7 separate regions of the Mus musculus genome follow, and regions 1, 2, 3, 5, 6 and 7 are each linked to region 4. A link is a contact called in public ChIA-PET, Hi-C and promoter capture Hi-C data. All regions are on one chromosome and are shown on one strand. The core of a region is the stretch at or near the end of the contact, and the rest is flanking DNA. Distances in the headings are between cores, read along the strand shown. Region 1 overlaps Rb1 (RB transcriptional corepressor 1). Region 2 holds the start of Itm2b (integral membrane protein 2B). Region 3 holds the start of Med4 (mediator complex subunit 4). Region 4 overlaps Fndc3a (fibronectin type III domain containing 3A). Region 5 overlaps Rb1 (RB transcriptional corepressor 1). Region 6 holds the start of Lpar6 (lysophosphatidic acid receptor 6). Region 7 has its middle 16 kb from the start of Itm2b.

Region 1 (2,700 bases), core at 167-2,666, 690 kb before region 4:
TGGGGCTACTCAATAGACAACCATTAGAGTGTGTTCCCAATGAGCTGTTCATAGTAAATATGCATAGATGCCTTACTGTATTATCAAGTACAAGGTGCCCTTACAACAGAGAGGGTAGAGGCTCATCATCCATCCTTCTTGTTCTCTATCAAAAACAGTAGCTATTATCTATGAGAGAGAAGGAAGGGGGTTACAGTAGAGCTTAGAGGAGAAGCAGTCACTCAGGTCTGCATTCTAACCTGATCCTGAGTATATACTATGTAATCTTGGATAAATGAGTTACCTAACTTGGGTACATAGTTTTCTAATGTCTAAATCAAGTTAATGAGAGTACCTATTAGTCAGGGCTCTCTATAGTAACAGAACTCATAGAATGGACCTGTATCTATATCTCTAGATCTATATCCAAAGGGAATTTATTAGAATGGCTTACAGGCTGCAGTCCAGCTAATCTAAGAATGGTTAACTATGAATGGAAAGTCCAAGAATCTAGTAGTTATGCACTCAGTCCACAAAACTGCATGTCTCAGCTGGTCTTCAGCATATGCTGGGATCCTGAAGTAGGCTCTAGTGGCAATGAAGGAATGGACTTGCTAGCAAGGGGAGGACAAGCAGGCAAAGAACAAAAGCTTTCCTCTCCCTTATATAGACTCCCAGCAGAAGGTGTGACCCAGACTAGATTTGGGTTAAAGGTGTGTTTTCTCCTCCTAAAGATAACGGACTTTTGAATTTTAGTTAATTCCAGATGAGGTCAAGGTGATGATCAAGTATAGCCATCACACACCTGTTAATGTTTTAATTGAGATAATATATAAATAGTGCTTTCATGATAGCTTTTAATTTGTGTGTGTGTGTGTGTGTGTGTATGTGGGCAAATGTGGGCTATAGCACAGTTGTGAAGAGTAGAGGGCAACTTGAAAGAGTTGGCTCTCTCCTTCTACCACGTGGGTCTCAGTTTCAAACTTATATTGCCAGGCCCAGCAGCAAGCATCTGTACCCACTCAGCTATCTCACAGGCCCAAATATTTATTAGGTTTTTAAAGAAGAAAATAAGACATTGTCTATTTGGAAAACACTGCATAATACTGTATTTTCATATTGTATTCCCTCTTAGACAGTCACAAAACACCAAGGCAATGCACGATATTTAGAAGTTTGATTGAGTTAAGCATTTTCTAAATGACTAATATTTACATTTGCCTTAGTTACTCTCTGTTGCTGCGATAAAATACTCCTACAGGAACAATTTAAGGGAGAAAGGGTTTACTTTGACCTACAGTTCCAGAGGGATACAGTTTGTCACAGTGAGGAAGATGTGGCAGCAGACCTGGAAAGCATGGTGGCAGAACAGGAGGCTCCTGACCACATGGCATCCCTCAAAAGAAAGCAGAGTGCATGAACAGGAAGTGGGTTTTGGCTATTAAAGCCGTAACTCCCACCCCCACCCCACCGGTGACTCTCTTTCTCAAGTGTGATCCTTGTGGGGATATTTCACATTCAAACCACAAACCATAATGCCATTTAACATCAGTTAAGATCTCATACAAGAAGTGTTTATGGAATATACTTTAAGAAAATGTATGATGTCAGCTGTTTTGTTGTAATCAAATTAACAAGCTACATCAAGAATTAACTGTTAGGGGCTGGAGAGATGGCTCAGCGGTTAAAAGCACTGACTGCTCTTCCAGAGTTCCTGAGTTCAATTCCCAGCAACCACATGGTGGCTCAAAACCATCTGTAATGGGATCCTATGCCCTCTTCTGGTGTTTCTGAAGACAGCGACAGTGTACTCACATACATGAGATAAATAAATAATTCTTAAAAAAAAAAAAGAATTAACTGTTAGTACCCTGCTATCTCCATGAGCTCTGAGTTTGATCAAGAGATCCTGCCCTCAAAGAATAAGATGAAAGAACAATTTAATATCCCTGACATCAGTCTCAGGCCTCCACATACATGTGTACATGTGCACATGCCACAACATGTCCACGTGAAAATGCAGTAATGGCTGTGATGCTGGATTGAAGAGTACCGCGTTTAAGTAGAAATGATGCAGTACGTCATGGATCTTAGCTAGGTGAGAAGGCGGTACTGTTGATTTCTACTAAGGAAAAAGAGAAGGAGGAAGTTCTGAATAGGGATTAGAAATAGAAATGTATCCAGAAAAATGAGTGGGGACAGGAACTGGGCGTGTCAGGCATGTGCTGAGCATGTGCACACCAAAACAGTGACTGGATGTGCTTTGAGCGCTGATGTATGGAAGGTAGGATGGGGGCTGGGCAGGAGCAAGCTAGCTGTGCCCTGCACAGTGGAAATGCTGAGTGCTTTTACACTGGGGAATGGCATAGTCTGATTTGGCCTTACAAGGCTGCCCTGCACTTTGTAACTTAAGATTTTTATTGACTAGTCTTTTGGAATAATTTAGCTTTAATTAAGTTGGTGGCTTTGAATCAAATCAAGGTTTCCGTTTCCCATTCTACTTGTACAGTTTTCTGGAGTATGAAGATTGCAATGCCAAAGCTTGTTTATTATAGGGTAAACTATAGAGATATATGTGGCTTATTGGTTAGTTACCCACTGAGCTAACAGTCTGGTCTGGTCATTGGTTTTGATTTAACAGTGAGTGACAGAAGCCGGTTCTTTTATCTTAGAACATGGTGATATGAGATGGCATTTTGTAGTAAGCAGATATACTTTAAC
Region 2 (2,700 bases), core at 159-2,658, 780 kb before region 4:
CCAGTGTGACTCTGGAATGACAATCTGCTTTCCTCTGCTTACTTTTTTTTTCTCTATTTATAAAACCATCCACCCCCTCACCTTCTCTTTCATGAAACGGAGTCCTACTCAGTCCCAGAGGCAAAAATAGAAATATGGGAATGGAGAGACGGCTCGGCAGTTAAAAGCATTTGTTGCTCTTCCAGAAGACCCAAGGCTTGGTTCCCAGCAACCGCATGGCGGTTCTCAACCATTTGTAACCCCAGTTCCACGGGACTTGACTCATTTTTCTGACTTCCTTAGGCACAGGTACATGTAGGCAAAAAAAAAAAAAAAAAAAAAAAAAAAAAATCATAGGCATAAAAATTAAATATTTAAAAATAAAAAGAAATAAAGATAATTCCCTCCTTGAATAGAGCCAGGGGCTCAAGAACTCTGGTCTCAACTGCTGTCTTCAAGGTTGGCCTAGGCCAGAGCTCACACAGCAGAATCCTTCTGGCCAACAGACACTCCTGTAGGTGGACAAGGAGAGGATATGGAGAAGGCTACAGGATCAGTCATTTGACCAAAGGACCATCTGGAGACATGGCTGTAAACCCAGTGTGTGGGCCAATGTCTTCTGTCAACCAGAAGCAAAAACCTCTTCAAAAAAGGAGAATTTTTTATTTTGAAGAAAAATAAGAACTTGTCCTAAGTACGTTGTCACAAATCACAGATTGGCCTAAGGCAAATATGGTTTTTTGTTTTGTTTTGTTTTGGCTTGCTTATACAAATGAGCTCGGTTGGTACATTTTGTTTTACCAGTTTAGAATTTTAGGAATACAAATGGATGAAGAGGGTTCCTGGTCATTGGCTTGAGATTAGGCTGGGCAGGAACTGACCTCTGAGGGAGGAAGAAAAGACCAGCTTAGTCAACCAGGCAACACCTTAGGGTGAGGTCTGTGGGAGATAAGTCAGATCACCAGGACACTAGGACACAGTGCTTCAAATATTCCTATGCTCTACTAAGTCGCTTACTAATAAATGATTAAACGGAGCTTTTGGGTTTGTTTGTTTGTTTTTCTCACACAAAAATTCCATGGCCTTTGGGCTCACAATCAAAGAGAATTTGGTGCTACCAGAAGTTAACTTATCCTACGTAGCCAACCGACAGAGTTCACCCCATTTTCTTATCAACTTGCAACACTGGGCCCCTGAGGAGAACTAGTTGGAAGCAAATTCAGAACCGGAAAATCCAGGCAGCCCAGAGGGGCAACAAGTCCTAGCTCAACCAGGCGCGCCCTCCACAAAGCCTGGCCAGATTCCCGCTGAGTCCTGGGTGGGGGTGGGGGGAACCAGGGAGGGTCTGGCGTGAAGCCAGGCCCCGCCCCGCTCAAGGCCCCGCCCCTCCGGGCCCCCGCCCTGCGCCCGCGCCCCAGCTGCGAGGCCGGAAACCGCGCTGCACTGAGCCGCTGCTGCTGTCGCGCAGTCCGCTCCTCCGCTGCAGAGTCGTGCCCTGAGCTCGGCCGACAAGGCTGCCTTCGCAGCCGGGATCCTGCCAGCCGCGACCCCAGCCTTCGCCGTCGCCGCCTAGGGCGCCCCAGGCCGCACCATGGTGAAGGTGACGTTCAACTCGGCGCTGGCCCAGAAGGAGGCCAAGAAGGACGAGCCCAAGAGCAGCGAGGAGGCGCTCATCGTCCCTCCGGATGCCGTGGCGGTGGATTGCAAGGTCCTGGCTGGGGTCGCGGGCGGGGTCCCGGCGGCGGGGACGGTTTCCCGGACGGTCCTCCGCTCCCGGGTACCGTGGTGTGTGTGTGTGCAGCGAGCGGGGCGGGGTCCTGGCCCTGGCGACCCCCGAGGGGACAGTTGCACAGGTGTACGAGGTCCCGCGGCTTTGCACTTGGCTTGGTAGCCCGGGAACCTGCAGCGACAGGCACCGCCACCACCGAGTTTGGCACTTTTTTTCCAGTATAAATACTGTGCCTAAAATGGCTGACATCATAACAAGCCTAAACCTCTGTTGTTTCCTACTTTCGTTTCTAGGCTGAACAGCACTTGGACTAAGTCCAGCAACTGTAAGCATCTTCATTTTTTAAAAGCCCTTTTCTTTTACAAACTCCCTTGCCTACAAATGGCCTTCGGTGTTGGCAGGTGAACACCTTGGGGTCTGGAGAGAGAAGACAACAGTATACTGGGAGTAGTTTCTGGCTGGTGATTTTATTATTGTAACAAATATTCCAGGTGAAAGTAATTGCTATTGTGGCTGTTCCCATGTAACCCAACAGTTGACTTTTATCAGCCTCTTTGTGGGTACTTCTGAATAAGTGAAACTGGAACCAAAACATAGGAATTTGCTCCCATCCCTACAAAATAGGTAACCTTTGTGTTACCACATCCCCGGTTAGCACTGAGTGATGCTGTCACTGGATTCAATTTTTAAAAGTGATGTACAGTAATATTCTTTTAAATATAAATATAATTTTTGCCTAAGTTTTCTTTTTGCCTTTTTAGGGCTTCTGACATTTGATACCTATGAATACTAACAGCGGGTGCTGCTTCGTTTTTCACTAACACTTTTTAATACCTATTGTCACTTGGGTAATTTTAGTTTTGACTTAAAATCAGTCGTTTGTGTCCATGGTACAAGTAGTAAGGAGAGTTTTTGTTTTTGTTTGTTTGTTTTTTAATGATCTAATGAAAATTACTGTAAAGAAACAGGCCACTAATACCCTATAAAATTTT
Region 3 (2,700 bases), core at 64-2,563, 910 kb before region 4:
AGAACTCCCTCTGTAGACCTGGAAGTCAGAGATCCACCTGCCACTCCCCCACAAGTGGTGGGATTGAAGGTGCGAGCCACCACTGCCCGGCATTAATAACTTTTTAATAAAAAACAAACAAACAACAACAAAAAGTTTACCTGGTTTTCCTCTTCCAGCTGTAATAGCTTCTGATTTCTTGAAATTGCAAGCATTTCTATGAGTTCCCTAAAAGAAAAACACCCATCACGGTATGGTGATACTTGCCTGTAAACTCAGTGTTTGGGAGGACTCAGACCAGCCTCAGATATCTAGTGAAACCTTTTCATAACACAGTAGAAACACAAAAGAAACTGTTTAAATTGCTCCCTGCCCCAACCGATTGTTGGGTTTATGGTCCTCCTAACATGCTGGACTCTCATGGTGACTACAAACACTTCAGCATTCGCTGGCTAACTGCACGTGATAAAGACTCAGCTGTGATTTACAAGAAAACCTCCTGACTCAACTATGTAGGTCTGTAGGCCAATAGTGCTGCCATTTGTGTAAATTATGTTTTCTTGTAAGACGGTGGCCATGGCTGCCTTCCCTTGATAAGACTTCAACTGATAGATTTAAGACTATCACGACGATGTGGAGTGTGACATCCAATTTACTCTATCTCGGCCACACACCAGCCAACCCCACTGTGCCCTGCCTGATGTTTCCAGGCTTTTTCAGATGATGGGCTATCTATCAGACGCCTAACAAATCTGATTTGACTAGCAGCCCATTTCTTGGGGACGTGTGCCCTGCTACCACCAGAATAGGAATCCCATCGGTGGACTGCAGGAGGCTGCGGCTCAACCCTTAGAAATCTGGTCCATAGCGTTTTAACACATTTGTCTCTCCTGTCACCCTGGGCTCCTTCGTGTTGGCATCTAGCCTCCCCTTGACTACTGGGGGGAAGCGTGCTTTTAAATGTCTGTTGCGTGTCAATGACTGAGGGGGCTCGGATCTGCCCCTCTTACCGGCTACTAAAGTTTTGACTGCCTTGGTTTCCAGGTCATGTGACTGAGATGTCCCCTTGGCGGGGAAATGCGGCCCAAAGCCCCCGAAGGCCCTAGACCCCACGTCCAACGGAGCCTCCCAAGCCCGCCTACCCAAGTCAGCGCCCACAGCCGAGCCGGCCGGAGCAGGCTCCCGGGCCGCGGTTACCTCGACAAGACCTCCAGATCTTCCAGCGCAGACAGAAGCCGCTCTCGCGTACTGCCAAGGCCGGCCATTCCCGAAACGCCTCCCATCCGCTCCTTTTCCTTCTCACCACTTGAAGAAGCCGCCATCGCCCCGCTGACCACCAGCCGTCGCATGCGCAGTGTGAGCTAGCCACAGGAGGGGCGGAACCGGAAGAAGGAAAGAAGAGTAATAGAGGTCGGGACGGAGAGGTCCGGCTAGAGCGCCGCCTATGTGCCTGGAGGTGCACTACAGTTCTAGCGCCATCTACAGGGCAAAGGAGGGCTTGTGACTCGTTCCAATCTGACATGCTCCAACCGGACCCAGGATGAGAGATGCAGTTCCCAGTCTCCTGGGTTTTATTTCCTCAGCATCAGTGGAAGGCTTCTAACAAAAGATTTTTTTTTTAAACTGGGGAAATTACATAATTATTAACTTCTATTTTGTCTGTATTCCGATAAAATCCCAGCCATCAAGTTTGGTCTCTCGTGAAGTTGTAGTAAACTTAGAGCAGGAAGTAAAATCTTTTCTTCCCTCCCCATTCCGTTGTTTGGTAGCAAAATACATATAATTGGCCTATAGACCAGGCTGGTCTCGAACTCAAGAGATCTGCCTGCATCTCGAGTCCTGGGGTTAAAGGGGTGTACCACCATGCCCCGCTACTAAAATTCAGTATCTTAACCATTGTATGTGTAGGGTTCACTGCCACTAAATTGCTGTTAAGCAAGGCAGTTGTGAGGCATGCCTTTAATCCCAACACTCAAGGAAGCAGAGGCAGGCAGATCTCCTGAGTTAGAGACTAGCCTGGTCACAGAGTGACTTCCAGGACAGCCAGGGTTACACAGAGAAACCTCGTCTCAAAACAAAACAAACAAACAAAAAATTGCGGCTAAATAACATCCCCAAAACTCTTCAACTTGTAAAATGTAAAAAAGGTGTGCTCATGAAGGTCTGACTTCCCGTTCCTGAAAACCACACTGTACTTTCTGTTTGTCTGGCTATTCTATGCATTTTGAATGAGTAGAATCACATGTTCTAGTTTGGGGCTTGGGGGTTTGCTTGTTATTATTTTTTGGTTTTGGGGGATTTGGGCTTTGTTTGGTTGGCTTGCTTTCTTTCTTTCTTTCTTTCTTTCTTTCTTTCTTTCTTTCCTTCTTTTCAGACCGAATCTTGTTGTGTAAACTAGTCCTAAACTAAGAAGGAACTCACTTTCTCATTACAGCCTACTGAATGCTGAGCCCCTATAGCAGGCTGATTCATTTAGCATAATGCTATCATGGTTCATGTACATTGGAATAGGTGCCAGAATACCCCTCCCTTGAAGTCTGAATAATACTTCCTGTATGTGCTAACCGTACCCCCTATCAGATGGCATTTAGCTGGGTTACCTTCTTGGTTTTCGGAACTCATCTTTAGGCCTGTATATCTTCCAACAAACTGCTCTGCTCTTTATTCAAGGTGACTGTTGAAATGAATGAATCAATAGTGTAAACTGTCATTCAAGAAAAT
Region 4 (2,700 bases), core at 60-2,559:
CAGTGAGAGAGAACAGGGAAGTAAGCGCCCATCCCACAGCCTCAGGGGAAATGCATTCATAATGGAATAAAAGGTCAGCTATTACCCTTTTCCACTTTAAACCAGTGTCTCTTCTCCTCTGGCCTCTGACTTGCTTTTATTGAGTCAAGTTGCCAGGGGTGTGTCCTGCCAGGTTTTTTTTTTTTTTTTTTTTTTTTTTTTCTTCTTCAGGAAAGACACTGGGCCTTTAAATAGGGCCTGGCCTTTAACATGTGATTATATGAAGCAACCCTGCCTTTGCCTATGTACCCTCAAGTTACTTATCTGCTCCTGCCTCAGCTTCTCTAGTAATGATACCTCAGTTTGCGTTAACAAGTAGGACACTCCACATGGTTCGTCTCACTGTGTAATCTTTAGTTTTGAGAGTCAGCGATCATACTTTTACTTACAATAACTATCAGTTACTGAGAGGTCCTAAACAGTGTATTTCATGTACTAGTTTGTCTAACTTGATTCTGCAACAGTGCTTTGAGGTTGATCATTTTAACCTTTCCACAGGAGACAGAGCCCAATAGTAGTACATTTGCCATGCTAGTAAGTATCGGAGCTCATTTTAACTTTTAGTATCACCTAGTACCCAAATCCATCTTCCCCACTGTGGTGCGTGTCACAGATCCCAGCCATTGCTTGTGTATGTAAGCAGTTGATAAAGTTCCTCTGAACTTATATGCCCTCTTAAGTAATTTACGGGGCGTATTTTTTTTCCAAAAGAATAAGTTTTCACCTCAATTAACTGAGTATTTTTCACATTCCTGCTTTAAGAATACTATCCACCAAGGATCTTTCCTTAATGTCAAGAGTAAGTTCTATTTTTAAAATAATCACTAAAAACAAAGTACACTGACTATAAAAGCAGAAGCCTTCATTAGCTTTTAAGGAAAAACAAAACAAGCCTGAAATATATTCCACCTGTAAGGAACTTGTCATTTAATTCTATTGTGTGGGCAATTCTCTGTGTGTTATAGGCATAGCTTGAGTATCGAGCATGAAATGATCACAAACTATACACTCATATTTTGGATCAAGGCTTTGAATTCATTTTACCCCAATCTTTCTATGTGAAAAAGCAGCAGGCTGCGTTAGTCAAACCGCGAACACAAAGAGGATGGTTTTCCATCGCGTGCCTATCCACCAGGTTCTTTTGATTAGGGTTTACTTTGGCTCTTAAGGCAGAACGCGTTGCAGTCAGGAAAGCAGCTGAAGAAGCCTTTAAGTGTTTTGTTTCAGTAGCGCCCCAGCGTACCCTCTGCGCTGTTTCCTCTCCCGGTCTTTCCCGGTTCACTGCGGGTCATGTGATACCGGTCACGTGACTCGGTCAAAGGATCTTTTCCTCTTACCAGCTTTGAGGAAAAAAAAAAAAAAGCGAAACTGTTCTCCAATTAAAGCTGCTAACGTGTACTACGCCGTTTCCTTGTTGGGTTTTCTTGTTCGCTGGCTGCTGCTCCTGTAGAAACAAAATGAGTGGTAAGATTTGCTGATTTTGAACATTCGCTTTTATTTGAAAACATAGGAAGCTTTTGTATTAACCTAAAGCCGTGTTGTGTGTTTTTAGTGCCAAATCTGTTCGCTTTAGAAATACTACATATTGTTATGTGGTTATGAAAATTGTAGACTCTATGAGCTAGAGTGATTTTAAATCTCATAGCATGCCCCATTCTGGCTGGCCTCTTGATTTTTTTCGTCTTTTCTCTTTTAAGACTGATCAGAAAATTGGCATCAGGTAATTTGGAAGCCATTGTGTGCGGCAGGAGTCAGCAGTCAGCAGTCCGTTGTTTATTTAATTTTAAATGCTTAGACAAATCTGTAGTTTTGGGTTTTTTCTAAAAGAAATAAAGAAAAAATTGAATATGAATGGTAGATTAAGAAAGACGATAGGTTTAGTTTATGTTAGGTAAAATGAACTAGGTATAAATCATTGATGGTACCTTTAAGAATTGGGATGGGAAGTTTTTCATATTTAAGGCAAATGACAAACAGAATTGTACCCACTTTTGCAGATTTTAAAAATAAGTAGGCCCTTAACAGTAATGTAATCACTCTGCTTTGGGGTAGCTTTTGCCTAAAGCTTGTCAATTCTGAAGGAGCTGTTAGGTGTAGCTACAGTTGTTCAGGTACAGCTTTCTTGTGCCAGGTGGACATGTTATGTACTCCTATAACAGGTTTGCTTCTTCCCTGGACACAGTCTGCTTTGCTGCATACAAATTTAAGACAGTTTGCAGTTAATTTTCTAGAACTTTCTGAGTTAGAAAGTACTGTTGGACCTGAGAGGTAGTCAGGCATTGTGTCAGTGAGTGTCCAGGGTTTAGAGTTTGATGCAGGACAAGCAACATGGTGCTGCCAGCATTGTGGATCTGAATATCAGTACTTGTGTTTACTGTCTATGTATTGGGGGTGTGGCAGGTTTGTGTTCAGTGTTGAATATATCCCACCATTATTTTAGATAAATGTACATAGCACTGATAAATTATCTTTTTAAAATCTAACTGTGTGGCATTTCTGCCTCCGAACTAGAAAATTTACTTAAGTAGTCAAAGTGATCACGTCATAAAGGAGTCCTTTGTGAAACTAAATGATGACTTGTTCCAGCAGCTATCAAAGTAAACTGTGAGCTGAGTCCAGTGGCACATGTCTGTAATCCTAGCATTGTGGAGGCTGAGATGG
Region 5 (2,700 bases), core at 35-2,534, 660 kb before region 4:
TAGGAAAGAATCTCAGGCTAGGAATATGAATGTGAAAGCTACCAGACATATATAATAAACATTACCAATCTTTACTGCCAAATTATCTTATGCTGGCCAGTTTGGTAAGTACTTTCTGAATGTTACTACAGTTTTAAAAATTGATCACTGCATTCTGATAGTAGTCTACCAAGTGGTAATATTCTAGATGAGGAAATGAATACCTAGAGAAGCTTGTTATATTTCCCCAGACCATACAAGCTAAGTGGCAGAGGTTCCGTTTGAATCCTGATGTGCTTTGTCCAAGGCTGAGTACCTATTTAGAAAATAGGTAATATCAATTAAGGAGATAATGTAATTTGGGGAAAGAAGGCTACAGATAGAAGGCCAGGGAGCTCTAAGATCAAAAGGATATACAGGAAAGAAAATATTCCAACTACAAAAGAAAGTGAAATTGAACACTGAGAGAGGAGTTAAAAGCATGAGTGGGAGAGTGTATGGTCTCAAGGAGTGCATGCCTACTTCAGACACGGTAGAAGCATCCAGAAGGATTGAGAACTCTAGCAGCAAGGAAGTCCATAGTAAGAATAGAGAGGACTAGTAAATGGAGTAGTCACAGTGAGCTAAGAGTACAGAGAGCAGAAGTGGCACACCACTATGGCAATGCCAACCCAGGAAAGACTGTCTTTTAAAACTGAAGAGAGAGACCAGGGTGTGGTGGTGCATGCCTTTAATCCCAGCACTTGGGAGGCAGAGGTAGGCAAATTTCTGAGTTCAAGGCCAACCTGGTCTACAGAGTGAGTTCCAGGACAGCCAGGGCTAACTTGAAAAACAAAACAAACCAAACAAACAAACAAGAAACCTGAAGAGAGAGGATGTAATGTTATGGGAAAAAAACCAACTACAACAACAACTACAGTGTTTTCTATTGCTAGGAAGTGGTAGTGCAAATGGTTGTTTTATGTTGCTCATGATTTTGTGAAAAGACAGGCTTTGGGAATAGCTTACAGGGTACTTGCTGTCTGACCCTGTGGTACAGCAGTCTGGGCCAGTAGCTCTGCCGCTGAGATCCCTTCACTGCTGGGCCTAGGTGTTACTGACCCTCTCACACGTGATTCTTCCTGGCTCTGCATCCCACCCCATTAGCCTCTGGTCTAATACGAGTGCTGTGTTTCCTCAGAGCATCTGGTTTTAGAGTAGGCACACTTTGACATAGAAGCTGGCCGCCAAAAGGCTTCTAAGAGGACCACATCTGGAAATTGCATGCTGGTCAAAACAGTCACAGTGCTTGCCAACTTGAGGGGATGGGGAAACAGATGCCACCTCCTGTTTAAAGAGAATCAAGGTCACATTTCAGAAGAGCATGTGGGTTGCAAAATACTGTTGTGGCAAATGGGAAAAGTGGGAAACACTGCAAGTAAGTCTGCCCTGGCAGGAAATTGAGGAGGTCTCCAATTAATAGCTTTTCTTTTTTATTTATTTATTTGATAAAAATGGCTGGGGTGGAGAGGCTGAAGTGGCACTGAAAGTTTGAGGGTGCTTACGATTGGCAGGTGTTACTATGGGACTTGATAGAGAGAGTGGAGTGGACTGGCGAAGGACAAAAGAATTGCCCTGCACAATTCCAGGCCATTTTGAGGGCAAAAACGAATTCTCTGCAGTTGTACCACTGCTCTGTATGATGGCATTCTTTCCTCAGAATCATCTTGCAAGATTAGAAAAGGTAGTTATTAGGTGCAGTCAGGCCTTGGAGTACAGCTATGGAGGTGCAGTAGAGCAACAGTGCAGCCAGGGATTGGAGGGTGTTTGCCAGTGAGTTTAGGGTCAAGACTGGAAGTTGTACCTGCATGGAGCCTAATGAAGTATAGATTTATATCAGCAGAAATGTTTGGTGACATTTGAAGTGACGACGTGATTGACAGAAAAATGAAAAGTTTCAGTGTAATATTAAGAAACAGGCATTTTTATATTCACACAAATGATCTCAGGAGAGAGCAGACTGAATAGGAATGGAGATGAAGACTCTGCAAAGAAGAGATTCAGGAACTAAGAGACTGAGAGGGTCAGAGCCACCCAGGCAGGACGTGTGTAGCAAGGAGCAATGTGAACAAGGAACTAAGATTTCTGTGCAGAGGGGCCTAGGTGGGCAGAGGCTAAAGGCCTGGAAAAATTAAACTTGTAATGTTCTTTGTCTGAGTTGCTAATCTCTATGAAAAATGCTCTGTCTGGTGATACATTGTGCAACAGCTGTCTCACGTAGGAAACGTGTTTCAGCTTTCTTCCGTTAATAGCGATATGGCTCTCTCTCCCTTTATTTAGTTTGTAACTTATCTGTGTCATTTTCTTCAAGTGAATGCGTATCGCCCTAAGGCAGTGCATCATTGGATCTTGATCTGGGTTTTTATTGTCATCAGTTGGATAATAATCTTTCTTTGAGACATTTGAAATATTTCATTTCTCTGTCTCTCATCTTCCTCTTTCCTTTTTGTCCCTTCCCCCACTCCTCTATTCTCTCTGATTTTTGTTTGTTGTGTGTTTGTTTTTTTTTGGTTCTTTTGAGGCAGAGTCTCCTGTAACCTGTTTGTGCTGCAGTCATTGTTCAGAACAGTCTTTCTGCCTTGTATCCCAGCTTCTGGGATTATAAGCATGCCACCATGCTCAGCTTCTAGAAGTTTTACATCAGTGTGATTAGTGATATGGCTGGAATTCAATTCTCCTGGT
Region 6 (2,700 bases), core at 176-2,675, 630 kb before region 4:
AGAAGATGACCAAGTGGACAAAAATCATTTTTAAAACCTTAGTTTTGTTCATTTTGCTTCTACTTAATGTAACAGGTTTATTTAAAGTTCTTAGCACCATACTAGAACAAGTTACGTTCAAAATGAGAGGGATAAAAAAGCCCACTATTTCAATGAAAATCACAATCCTGGAGAGATAAGTTTTCCATGTGGCCGCTGGAAAGTTCTCAAAGCAGGCTTCTGAGGTATTGTTCCCCTGAGAGTGGGTCGACTGAAAGAAAACTGCAGGCGCACTTCCTCCCATCACTGTGAACCACACAGCAATGCAAACGATCTTTGCATTTCGTTTCGTTCTTAAAGTCTTTGACTTAAATGGGTAGACAATTGCCAGAAATCGATCTACACTGATACAGGTTAAGAACAGAATGCTTCCATACATATTGGTGTAAAACAGCATTACTGAAATCTTACAGAGTAGATCTCCAAATGGCCAATTCCGTGTTGCAAAGTAAAAAATCCGAAATGGCAAAGTAAAGACGAAAAGTAAATCTGACATTGCCAGGTTAATCATGTACGTTGTAGTTTCATTTCTCACTTTGAGGGCACAGATGAAAATGTATATCGCAACACAGTTGGATATCAGCCCAAGCACGAAGACCATGCTGAACATGCACCCGTACAGAGTGTACTTAAAGGAGTCGTCATAAGGGCACTGGGAGCCATTGGAGCTTACCATTGTCAGGCAGTGCAGCTTACAGGAGGCCTTTTGTCCGCAGCGCTTGATCGATCGCCTTTGCTATTCAGATGTGGTCACAGCAGCAGCCAGTTTATTTGCAAAGTATTTGTTTCTTTTCCTGTTCTTACAAATACTTTCTTCTCTTAACTCTTCAAAGGAAACATGAAATGTGTTCCGTAAAAGTTTCTAGTAGATTATTCAGGAAAATAGTCTGATTTTCTGGTCGAGAAAATCCATGAGTCTGGAGTTTAGTTAACTGACAGAAAATGCAGTCAAGGAAGCCAACCCATAAAGCTGAAAGTGTAAGGAAAAACTGTTCCAAGTCGGACCAGACCAGTCCGCGTGGAAACTTGTGCTTCAGCCGCCAGGGTCCAAACCAGCTTTACTTCAGTCACAAACACTCGCCGTGCGTCCGTCCGCCCGTCGTCCTCGGGTACTTCTTCCTTCTTTTTATTCTCAAACTTTGTATTTCTACATTGATTCCGGACGGCGATAGGCAGTCGTTTAAGGGATCCCAGATAAATTCCTAAGCATGTTCGCGCTTGCTGAATGGAGAGGCCTTTCGGAGGTTGCCAGCTGTATTGTGAGATGGGCTGTCTCTGAAGTGAGCAAGAAAGCCTTCCCAGATTTGTAATATGACATCACAGGAAGAAGAGGCTGGGTTTGGACAAAGGAAGGCTTCAACCCAGTTGTTTGCAGTTCCTTTAATCTGATAATGTGTCTGCTGGGAATGTACCTAGGAGGCTTGCAAATGGTCACTGGCTGCCCAGCTGAGTTGGGTGTTAACTCTTTTTATGCCAAAATGCTTTCCGGGGATTCTGACAACTTCTCCAAAGTGGTTTGATTTGCTTTAGTTAGTAATAAGTAAGAGAAAGAAAGAAACATAAGGTAGATTCTTTCTCTTCTATTGCTCTTGTAGTTGGGATATTGCCTTCTTTAAAGAAATAAAATGCAGATGGGTGTATATATGTTTATAAATTGAAATGTAGGCGATATGAGTGGCACATTAAAGAACTGTTTGTGCCTGAAGGCAGAACCTTAAGAGTTTATATAAAGCCTTTGACTGAGGCAGGCAGTCCTGCTTCTCTTAGTATCTGGTGTTTTTTAATTGCTCTCCAGCATTTAACTTAATTGGCATGATTGTGAGTAGCTTTAATCCTGGATCTCTTTAGTTTTTGATAAATAATGTTCTAACATTTTTCTTTGAAACTAATTTTCTAGAGCTAGTTCAATTTTAATACACCAAAGACTACATTAAGTATGCCCCCCCCCCGGAGGATTATAACTCAGTAGTGAGAATAGTACTCCAAAACTTTTACTTTTAGTACAGTGTCAGTCTTTTGCCCACAACTTAATATAAGCATAGTGGGAAAGTGTGCTTTGTAAAACGGGCTCCCCCCTTCTGAGTTAATTGAAATAACTTACAGCAGAGAATCTCAGTTCTACTGTTTGTCTAAATGTAGTTTCCATGATTTTATTCTCCTTTCCTCCGTCTCTCCCTTCAGTTTCTTTTACATGTTGGCTGTGTGTTGGGGTATATTCCAGATCTACTTTCATCTCTAAATTTGAAGCTGAAACCCTTCATTTGGGGTCAGTGAAGGCATTTCAGAGCAAGTTTCTCTATAGACACCTTAGTTTACATATTAAGATGTATACTTAAGAGCATGTATCATGTGTTCTATACCTTTTAAATTTGATTACTTTTGATGGTGAATTATAATCTTTTTATTGTTTTGATTAGGAAGTCATCTATGATCAAATAATACAGTCTTATAGGCGGTAAAGATTGAGGGTCTGAACTTCTTTGCTTTGGTTTTGGTGTGGAAAACAGATGCAAATGTGTTCCTATTGGAAGATGGGAACTTTGAGTGCAGTAATGAAAAAAGGGACACTTAATAACATTTTCTTCTCCATGAAGAAACTTTTCTGTTAATAGTTATTTTAGGAAAAATATAAAATTTGAGTGATCCACTTTTAAGTTTCCT
Region 7 (2,700 bases), core at 145-2,644, 800 kb before region 4:
AGTACTGCTTTTGTTGTTGCTGCTGTTATTGTTTGCTCTGTGCTATTTGTATATACGTGTTCATGGGGGTGGTGATCTTTGGAGGCCATAGGAGGTCATCAGGTATCCTGCTCAATCATTTTCTGTCTTATCCCTGACAGAGTTATTCACTGGACCCGGAGCTTGACGGGGTTTGGTTAGGCTTCTTGGCCCCACCTTCCTTAGTGAAGGAATTCCTCAGCCACACCCTGGCTTTGTGGTGAGCTAGGGACCTGAACTTGGGTTCATACACACTGGAAATGACAGCAGGATGTGGGGCTGCATGCTTGCTATCCCAACGCCTGCGAAGCAGGGGTAGGAAGATCAGGACTTTAAGACCAGCCTAGCTACGTGAGCCTTTGCTTCAAGAAGTAAATAAATGGCCGCAAACTACAATGTCAGCAGCTGTCTGAAACTGAAAGCAGGGAGGGACAGCTTCACTTCTGAAGTATTTGTAGGGAACACAGTTCCTTCAAAATGTTGATCTCAGGGGAGATACAGTGTTGTGACTTCTGTGCCCCCACCCCCACCCCCAACTCTGTAAGAACAGCTCTCTGTTTTTTTTTTTTCCAGCCACACTTATGATGATTTATTAGAGCAGTGATAGAAAACTGTCATGGTGCTGAAGAGCAACACACCGGGAAGCTTAAAATGTAGCAGATGGCTGGGCAGTGGTGGCGCACGCCTTTAATTCTAGCACTTGGGAGGGAGAGACAGGAGGATCTCTGAGGTGTAGGCCAGCCTGGTCTACAGAGTGAGTTCCAGGACAGCCAGCAATACAGAGAAACCCTGTTATGGAAAAAACAAAACAAAAAACAAAAAACAAAATGGAACAGAAAGAAAAGAGAAAAAGAAGAGTGTAGCTGATTTCCTGAAGCCTTCCCTGTCTTCCAGTTCAGTGGAAGGACACCATTATCTATGACACATTGTTGCTGGTAAAGGAAACACACCTCTTGGTGCCCGTTATGCTCCACTTGAAGTAAATGTTTCTTCTTCTCGGTCTTGAGACAGGCTCACTATGCAGCCCCAGCTGAGCTCTTCCTGCCCCAACCTCCCGAGTTCTAAGATTACAGCCATATCTCTGTTCCTGGCTATCTTGACTAATTTCCTAATGAAGTTCAAGAATCTCTTGTCTACCAGATGCCCCTCTGCTCAGGTTCACTCTTCACCTCTGGGTTGGGCTATCTGGGAAGCAGGAGCCTGTAGCAACATGCTGTGTGATGACAGCAGGGTCTGGGATGGGGAAAGGGCTTCCTGTGCCATCTACCACCAAAGCAAAGTATTCTTTGGACCAGCAGTGCAGTAAGACTGTTTTCAAAGCCACAAGGAAACTCTTGGCTCTCTGTGGAGGTTGGGATGTGTCTCCCCAATGCTACTGTGTGGGAAGCGATCTTCAACTTCCTTTTTTCACAGGATTGCGAGGTAGGGATGTAGCTGGGGTTATAGGTCATGGACACAGGATTGCGGGGATGATGATTTTCTCATCATAAGATGAGAAGGGGACCCAGTCTCTCATCCACACCTGCTCTCTTTGTGCACTGCCCCATCACACTATGACAGAGCACAAAACCTACATAGATGCCATTTCACAACCTCCAAAATCATAAGCCAACACACCCATTTCTTTTTAAAGACAAGGTCACAGGCTGGAGAGTTGGCTCAGAGGCTAAGAGCACTGGCTGCTCTTCCAGAGGTCCTGAGTTCAATTCCCAACAACCACATGGTGGCTCACAACCATCCATACTAGGATCTGATGCCCAATTCTGGCATAAGACAAAACCCTGTATACATAATAGATAAGCTAATAAAAAAAAAAAAAGACAGAATCTCGTGTCACCCATGATGGTCAGGGCTACCCTGCTTGCTTGCTTGCTTGCTTGCTTGCTTGCTTGCTTGCTTTCTCTCTCTCTTTCTCTCCCTTTCTTAATTCCTTCCTTTCTTTCTTTCTTTCTTTCTTTCTTTCTTTCTTTCTTTCTTTCTTTCTTTCTTTTAATAAATTACTTGACTTCAAGTATTCTGTTACAATCACATAAAACAGTCTAAAGCATTTCTAATTAAAACTCCTTTCCTTTTCTTATTAAGATTATGAAAATAGTTTAGTTTTAATAAAGTTTAAGAGTAAGCAAAATCGCCTCAGACACCAATTAACAGAAGATATGATTGTGCAGCAAAGCAGACGTCCCTTGGGCTGGCCAGGCTTGGGGGGGCGGGATGTGGGGGCAGGGGTGGGGGTGGGGGTGGGGGTGGGATGCTTGCTGGGCTTCCGTGAGATAAGGTCTGTTTGTTCGGCTCACTGTGGGTCCAGCTCAGGACACCAGACAGACAAAGGCCTTCCCCTGCTCTTTGACCACTTTTTCCCCCTGTTTGTTTTTAAACCAAGGAAGAAAAGAGTCTGCATTTGCAAGGTCATTAACTCCATCTAAACTCTTCTCTTTTCACGATCATATTGTTTTCTTTTCTTAAACCTGGAAAAGAATTCAACCACAAATGTAATGTTTAGTTTTTAAAATAGCAGCTGAAAAAAAAAAAAAAGGCACAGGATGCGTGAGACTAAAACCTCCGTTTAGGTTCTCTCTGTGTCTGTTAGGTTTCCGCAGCTCCCTCCTGCCCTGGCCCTGCTGGCTGAGAAAAGTTCCCTCAGAGGAGCAGCCGCACGGAGGAACATTCTGCTTCAACTGTGTT

What was found. Promoter capture Hi-C pulls out the DNA fragments that hold promoters and counts their contacts. Hi-C and Micro-C count contacts between places; a contact is called where the count stands out from the background. ChIA-PET counts read pairs in DNA pulled down with a chosen protein or histone mark. Capture Hi-C pulls out chosen DNA fragments and counts their contacts.
Region 1: an RNA polymerase II ChIA-PET map of effector CD8 T cells shows a contact between it and region 4, with 10 read pairs. The contact joins two enhancer-like sites. A contact is called at or near these places in 6 of 39 promoter capture datasets (the 3T3-L1 cell line, cranial neural crest, hippocampal neurons and 2 more), 2 of 484 Hi-C or Micro-C datasets (regulatory T cells and short-term hematopoietic stem cells), 14 of 115 datasets of contacts at active chromatin or transcription factors (acute myeloid leukemia, astrocytes, bone marrow-derived dendritic cells and 10 more) and 1 of 9 other capture datasets (adipose tissue).
Region 2: a contact with region 4 is called in a promoter capture Hi-C map of liver, with 3 times the contacts expected there. The contact joins the promoter of Itm2b here to the enhancer-like site in region 4. A contact is called at or near these places in 4 of 39 promoter capture datasets (the C10 cell line, liver and pre-B cells), 3 of 115 datasets of contacts at active chromatin or transcription factors (the NIH/3T3 cell line, embryonic stem cells and large pre-B cells) and 1 of 9 other capture datasets (embryonic stem cells).
Region 3: a contact with region 4 is called in a Hi-C map of B cells, with 13 read pairs. The contact joins the promoter of Med4 here to the enhancer-like site in region 4. A contact is called at or near these places in 2 of 39 promoter capture datasets (hippocampal neurons and pre-B cells), 1 of 484 Hi-C or Micro-C datasets (B cells), 4 of 115 datasets of contacts at active chromatin or transcription factors (astrocytes, embryonic stem cells, large pre-B cells and 1 more) and 1 of 9 other capture datasets (adipose tissue).
Region 5: a contact with region 4 is called in a promoter capture Hi-C map of adipose tissue. The contact joins two enhancer-like sites. A contact is called at or near these places in 4 of 39 promoter capture datasets (cranial neural crest, frontonasal cranial neural crest, second pharyngeal arch cranial neural crest and 1 more), 7 of 115 datasets of contacts at active chromatin or transcription factors (the 230-238 cell line, astrocytes, bone marrow-derived macrophages and 4 more) and 2 of 9 other capture datasets (adipose tissue and pancreatic islet).
Region 6: a contact with region 4 is called in a promoter capture Hi-C map of liver, with 2.4 times the contacts expected there. The contact joins the promoter of Lpar6 here to the enhancer-like site in region 4. A contact is called at or near these places in 3 of 39 promoter capture datasets (cranial neural crest, liver and second pharyngeal arch cranial neural crest), 4 of 484 Hi-C or Micro-C datasets (B cells, Sertoli cells, bone marrow-derived macrophages and 1 more), 8 of 115 datasets of contacts at active chromatin or transcription factors (the 230-238 cell line, DN3 thymocytes, bone marrow-derived dendritic cells and 4 more) and 4 of 9 other capture datasets (adipose tissue, embryonic stem cells, liver and 1 more).
Region 7: a contact with region 4 is called in a promoter capture Hi-C map of liver. The contact joins two enhancer-like sites. A contact is called at or near these places in 1 of 39 promoter capture datasets (cranial neural crest), 2 of 115 datasets of contacts at active chromatin or transcription factors (embryonic stem cells and large pre-B cells) and 1 of 9 other capture datasets (liver).

What each region holds. Positions count from the first base shown.
Region 1 is chr14:73,288,842-73,291,541 of GRCm38.p6, reverse strand. All of the region lies in intron 4 of Rb1 (RB transcriptional corepressor 1), which reads left to right. Among named protein-coding and RNA genes, the nearest start is that of Rb1, 36 kb to the left of the region's middle. Within about 2 kb of position 1,416, at least 25 of the 459 cell types and tissues checked have an H3K27ac peak or open chromatin away from gene starts, as enhancers often do. A contact at or near this core is called in effector CD8 T cells and regulatory T cells, where this site is marked.
Region 2 is chr14:73,383,997-73,386,696 of GRCm38.p6, reverse strand. It overlaps Itm2b (integral membrane protein 2B), which reads left to right and starts at 1,408. Exons shown (of 6, transcript NM_008410.3): 1 at 1,408-1,687. The coding sequence starts at 1,571.
Region 3 is chr14:73,508,662-73,511,361 of GRCm38.p6, reverse strand. It overlaps Med4 (mediator complex subunit 4), which reads right to left and starts at 1,313. Exons shown (of 7, transcript NM_026119.3): 1 at 1,177-1,313; 2 at 141-207. The coding sequence starts at 1,301.
Region 4 is chr14:72,601,725-72,604,424 of GRCm38.p6, reverse strand. The region is part of intron 3 of Fndc3a (fibronectin type III domain containing 3A); the gene reads left to right. Among named protein-coding and RNA genes, the nearest start is that of Fndc3a, 110 kb to the left of the region's middle. Within about 2 kb of position 1,309, at least 368 of the 459 cell types and tissues checked have an H3K27ac peak or open chromatin away from gene starts, as enhancers often do. A contact at or near this core is called in the 230-238 cell line, B cells, DN3 thymocytes and 18 more, where this site is marked.
Region 5 is chr14:73,256,920-73,259,619 of GRCm38.p6, reverse strand. All of the region lies in intron 17 of Rb1 (RB transcriptional corepressor 1), which reads left to right. Among named protein-coding and RNA genes, the nearest start is that of Lpar6, 20 kb to the right of the region's middle. Within about 2 kb of position 1,284, at least 22 of the 459 cell types and tissues checked have an H3K27ac peak or open chromatin away from gene starts, as enhancers often do. A contact at or near this core is called in adipose tissue, where this site is marked.
Region 6 is chr14:73,236,616-73,239,315 of GRCm38.p6, reverse strand. It overlaps Lpar6 (lysophosphatidic acid receptor 6), which reads right to left and starts at 1,425. Exons shown (of 1, transcript NM_175116.4): 1 at 1-1,425. The coding sequence starts at 715. The region is part of intron 17 of Rb1 (RB transcriptional corepressor 1); the gene reads left to right.
Region 7 is chr14:73,400,030-73,402,729 of GRCm38.p6, reverse strand. No RefSeq gene overlaps it. Among named protein-coding and RNA genes, the nearest start is that of Itm2b, 16 kb to the right of the region's middle. Within about 2 kb of position 1,394, at least 91 of the 459 cell types and tissues checked have an H3K27ac peak or open chromatin away from gene starts, as enhancers often do. A contact at or near this core is called in liver, where this site is marked.